Linked DNA regions of Sus scrofa: region 1 is linked to region 2. A link is a contact called in public HiChIP or PLAC-seq data. All regions are on one chromosome and are shown on one strand. Each heading gives the region's core, a stretch centred on a gene start, on an enhancer-like site or on the middle of the called end of the contact. The rest is flanking DNA. Distances are from core to core; before and after follow the strand shown.

Evidence for each region. HiChIP or PLAC-seq counts read pairs in DNA pulled down with a chosen protein or histone mark.
Region 1: an H3K27ac HiChIP or PLAC-seq map of alveolar macrophages shows a contact between it and region 2. The contact joins the enhancer-like site here to the promoter of UBQLN1 in region 2. A contact is called at or near these places in 1 of 5 promoter capture datasets (liver), 6 of 47 Hi-C or Micro-C datasets (embryonic fibroblasts, fibroblasts, liver and 1 more) and 1 of 2 datasets of contacts at active chromatin or transcription factors (alveolar macrophages).

What each region holds. Positions count from the first base shown.
Region 1 is chr10:31,316,035-31,318,797 of Sscrofa11.1, reverse strand. UBQLN1 (ubiquilin-1) reads right to left here. Exons shown (of 12, transcript XM_021064658.1): 12 at 1,277-2,763. Among named protein-coding and RNA genes, the nearest start is that of IDNK, 24 kb to the left of the region's middle. Within about 2 kb of position 1,432, at least 1 of the 83 cell types and tissues checked has an H3K27ac peak or open chromatin away from gene starts, as enhancers often do. A contact at or near this core is called in alveolar macrophages, where this site is marked.
Region 2 is chr10:31,274,537-31,277,236 of Sscrofa11.1, reverse strand. It overlaps UBQLN1 (ubiquilin-1), which reads right to left and starts at 1,321. Exons shown (of 12, transcript XM_021064658.1): 1 at 1,064-1,321; 2 at 179-798. The coding sequence starts at 358. LOC110255669 (a long non-coding RNA gene) reads left to right here and starts at 691. Exons shown (of 2, transcript XR_002336308.1): 1 at 691-823; 2 at 1,547-2,700.

The DNA.
Region 1 (2,763 bases), core at 183-2,682, 41 kb before region 2:
GCAACAGTTCCCTATTGTTGACTAGAGGAAAGATACAAAGAAGTCAAGGAAAAACACTTAATATTACTTAAGTAGCTGCCCAGAAATTCCGAAACAAAAATCCCCAAACTGTAAGTGAATGAGAGGGACAGAATGCAACAGTTGACAGTTCAGAGTACATCAACTGGTTAGCAAAGTTTAGGAGGGCTCTAAAATGAATCCCAGAAGAACCAACAAGCTTTACATAAGCCAAAGAAGATGGATGAAATTCCAGAAGGGAGAATACCGCATGCCACACTAGAGAAGCACAGATTTGCCAAGTATAGTCTTCCCAAGCCTGTTTGTTCACTGGATATACTGTTACCTTGAGGAATGGTTAAAAGGATGGTAGAGGATAGGACAAGGTTGAATTAAACAGGTTTCTTTAATGCAGGACTTCTTGCTGACTTAATCAACCTGTTTAAAGTTAACCTCTAAGAGAAGGAGGACAGTATACAGTACTTCCCCACCTAAACCACGTAACTCTTTGTTTTGCACAAAGACGTGCCTTAGCTTCACTTTCATCACTAATGTTAGTGACATTCTTACCTCTTCAATTCTGTTGTAACTTGCCTATAAAATTAATAGAGTAATAACGTCTCCCCTTTCATTACTAAATTTAGGCCTGAAACTCCAATTCTGAATACACAGAGGCCAACTATCATTTATCTAATTTGCTAACTTTGTTTAGAACCACAAATACTTCACTTGGGAAATAAAATCTAGAAATGTTATTTCCACCAGTCTATTCTCTATTCATTTTGTAATAAACTAACATGAGAACAATTTACAGTATTTCAAGATTCTTTTTTGTGCTTTTAAGAATTGTACAGAGTTTGAACTCCTTAAAAAGATAATTCAGATCTAAGATGAACATACTACAAACAAAAACAAAAAAACAAAATCACACCAGTACAACAATTAAAAGGTACTCAGGAGACCCTTTAGTGAGTGTTGTATACAGGCCTCACCACCACTTTCCACAGTGAAGAAATCCTAATGCCCTGATTCAAAAGGCGAATTAACTAATCACATACCAAAAGGAGTGAACAAAGCCCAGGCCACCTAACTTCTCTGTTGGCTCTTTTTAACACACTATATGGTATACATGCACATATTTCAATTGCAAACAAAAAAAAATTAACAAAAAATAATCTCAAGTGTGATAAAGTCTAAGGTAAATCAACTTCAATAGTCTTTAAAAGACAGTTTGAGCAAGACATCTTTTTCTTTCTACAAAAAAAGCAAGACAAACAAGTGTAAAAGCTAGAGATTTATTGTTATTTTGTGATTAATAAATTGTCAAATTGGTTATGACACTATCCCATACTGTATACCACCATTGGCCAGTACACAAGTTTTTCAACCGTACTGAGGCATAAGGCAAGAGAGCACAGAGACACATGAATACCATCCTTAACAACTTCCTCTTCGTCATGCCTCCACCTCGACCTTTGTACATGGTTTTCTTCCTGGGGAAAGTGTCACAACAGTGCACAAAACGGTGGGCAACCTGGCCTCTTTACTTTTTTTTAATAGCAAGCAACTTACAGAAGTAATGGAATTCAACTTTATTTCCCTTGATTTTACTGGTCTGAATTCATTTTAGGTTACTTTAACATTTTAATTTCCTGTAACTGTACATGAGAGAATATAATGACCTAAGAGAATACTGCATCAGAGTCAGCCAAATATATTACTGACCCAAAAGTTATGTTTTAATTGGTCCTAAAGGAATGTACCACCCCAACAGTTTGAGAGTTAGGCAAACGACTTCTTTGGGGAAGGAAGGAAAAAGCTGTAGAACAGCCAAATGTACTCAACATTGTTAAAACGGCTCTGTTTTCACCCTTGAATGATACTTCTTTACTACACTATATGCACAGAAATCCTAACAGAATCTTGGTTGCCAGTATTATTTAGGCTGGCCCAATCCAGGATAGATCCCCTCCCCACCCCCCAAATTCCCCTTCTCTCAGGCTCTGAAAAGCACAATATTTAACTATTTCTTAATAGAACTACCAAAACACTTCAGAAACAAGTGGCTCACAAATCATTTTAAATTCATGTATTGCCTGTGCATGAGAAAAATGATAAACCCAAAAGATAGTTCTATTTTTATATGGCGATTAAAAATAAATGAAACATCAAGACACTTTCAGTGAAAGCAACATTTCAATTACAAATTGTAATGCCTGTTAAACTACCTATGGGAAAAGCTGAAAAGTCCTAGGCGAATGCACTTTTGGGTTATACTAAGTGCTCCTTCAGTCTGCACAAAGATTAAGATAATTTACAATCTGTGAATGTTGCGACAATGTTACATTATGATGTCTATACAATTAAACGTCCTTAAAGAGATAACCAGAATCAGCTTTTCTACTATATTTTCAACAAACCTAATGTGTACTTTTGCTGAAAGATGTTTATCAAAGATGCTGTAAGATCTTACACAATTAGGAAATACTCAGCTTTAAAGTTATTTCCTTATCTATACTTTTTCAGTTGCAGATGTTCTGCTCAGATAATCTACTGCAGTATGTTTCTAGAAATGCAGTTCCAAATGTGCATACATATACTGTATACAAATAAAGCAAAAACTGTCAGTGGTATAAATCTTACAGCATTTTTGTTTGCAAAAATACATGCCAAAGTCACAATAAGCGATATTGTACCACAAATTATAGAGCGCAAATGATTTGCTTCTTTTTAATGCTTTTATTCTACATAAATTACTACCATAGG
Region 2 (2,700 bases), core at 72-2,571:
GAGCAAACCCACGAACTTGGGTGTGATCGAATTTGGGATGAGACGCGGGAGAAAGGATGAGGGCACCTCCGGGGACGACCCCCACCACCGCCAAACCCTTGCAAAACCGTCTCCTCCCACGGCGGGCGGAGGTCCTGCCGCCATCCCCACTACGCCCCGAGCCTAGGGCGGCCCTCACCTGCTGGACTGAGCTATTCTCCGGCACTGCGAACTCCTCCTTCTCCTTCGGGGTCTTCACGGTGACTTTCATGATCTTGGGCTCGGCGGAGGCAGCGGCCGCGGGGGCGCCGGCACCTTCGGCCGCGGCGGCGCTGTCCTGGGAGCTCGGAGGGCTGCCGCTTTCACCATTCTCGGCCATGGCGGCGACGGCGGTGACTCAGGCGCGCAGGAGGGAGCGGGCGAACGAGGGGGAGCCAGGCGACGCCAGAGCCGGCCGGCCTGGGCAGCGGAGAATGTGGGGCACGCTGCCTCGGTGACAACGGGCGCAGGGCTGTCCTAGCGGGCGAGGGGCCGCGAAGCTTGGCGTGGACCCCGGCGCAGGCCCGGGTTGGGCGCTCGGCAGCCGCCGTGTGTTCAGATGCCGCTCGCTCACAGCGACATCCGCAGCCGCCGCCGCCGCTTCCTCCTCCCCGCCCCTCCCCCCCACGTCCCTCTGCCGGCGCCGCGCGGGGCACGCCGGGTAACGCGGCTGGAGACGTAGCCGAGTCATGCCAGGCCGGCGCCGCTTGGGACTCTGGCTGGCTTTTTTGCCCTTTCCTGCTCCATTGCTCAAAGCGTAGGCGCGTTCAGAATGAAGGACTAAAAACAAAGTGGGGTAGAAGAGGTCAGTTCATTTCTTTTTACCCCTTTCACCAAAAAATAAACTCGCGTGTTCTCGGGGAGACAGAAAGGGCGCAGAGGGATGACGTCACGGCTAGCGAAAGTACTGGAAAGGGGTATCGACCACTGGGCGCTGCGGCTGGAGATGCGCGTGCGCGCTGGTGGGCCAGGTAGTTTCCCCAACCCCCTCACCTTACACCCCCCCTCCCCCCGGTGGCGGTGCGCACCCCCTTAGCTCCCGTACCTGCTTTGCGTAGCCTGCTGCGAGGAGGGTCTAGAACAAATGCCCGCAAGGTGTTTCGTTGATTTTAAATGTGCTTGATTCTTACCCACTTGGAAGCTTTAAAACACTTGCTCTTATAGCCCGGTGCGCGAGAGTTGAATTATGAATTAATGGAGGAAAAAAATCCTCGTCCTAAGAAAAGGAAAATGGAGTACATGCCTGTAGCCACCTTGCGCAGTTTCGCGGAGTCACTGCTCCATGGCCAGAGCTTCCCACCCTCGGGTCAGTCCCGTTTGGTCAGGTGATCAGGCCACCTGTGTTGACAGTGGCCTCTCCTGCGTTGACAACCCTGCTAGTGCATCCTGGAGTTCTCTGAATACTATCCCCCCAAATGTTTGTGGCACAAGCAGAGTACCCAAGAAGTGCCCACCCAACTGGGACAATTTAATGAAGCTCAGGTGTTCATTTTATATTCTTTCAAATTAAGTTACTGCTTCATTTCAGACTTCAAGTGGCATTAAAGTTTCGAAGATTATATTCAATGAAACATGGGTACAAATAAGAAACAGTAAGTTAATTTCCCTCTAAAGAATTCTAAATTTGAAATGAACTTATCATCTGCCTTTGAAGATGACTTGCAAAGGAATGTACAACACAGGACATGAACTTTATTAACCAGTATTGCACAAGTGTAAACTCTGACACCCCACCATGATCCAAATATGCAAGGATACGTACTGTATTTCTGTTCTTAAGCCATCCAACTCTGTTCTGGTTATAAGTACTCTTACATGAAGACCACTTTTTAGCAGAGCTCCTTTGGAATCTCGGTCTAAGAGGAGCTCTCAAAGTGTAAATTGCAACATAGGCATCATCTGATATCAGCTACATTCCTGGCAGCTTGTTCAATAATAGCATGAAGAAGTTACACAAGGCTCTCTGCTAGAAGATGACTGTTTGTTTGTGTCTGGATGTGAGGTAATCATTACTTGTCAAGGTGGAAAGTTCTGCCATTGGAAAACCAATCATTTATCTCTAACCCTACACTTAGGAAAAATTTCTCTGTAATTATTTATATCTACATCAATTTCTACAAAAATTCTGATGACTATGCTCAATTTATGGAGTAATAGAATTTATCTGTAAGACTATGTAGTTAAGTAATTCATTAGAGCCCTTTTTGGATACAACTCTACCTTGTAAGAAACCATCGAAAGACTAGATAGTAGCTGTATCGGGCTTTGTGGACCATACATTTTCCATCTCAAATACTCAGCTCTGTGCTTGTAACAAAGAACAACTGCAGACAGTGTATGGGTAACTAAGCCTCCCTGTGTCCTGGTAAAACTACTTACAAAAACAGGCCTAGGATCTGATTTGGCCACAGGGTGTCTGAGGCATATTCTTTTGAACAATTTTTGTTTGTTAAATGATTGGTGAAACAAATATAAGAGCTGGAGGTCCTGTCGTGGCACAGCAGAAACGAATCTGACTAAGGACCGTGAGGTTGGAGGTTCAATCCCTGCCCTCGCTCAGCGTGTTAGGGATCTGGCATTGCTGTGGTCGTGGCTGTGACTGGCACCTGTAGCTCCAATTAGACTCCTAGCCTGGGAACATCCATATGCCTCGGGTGTGCTCCTAAAAAGAAAAAAAAAAAA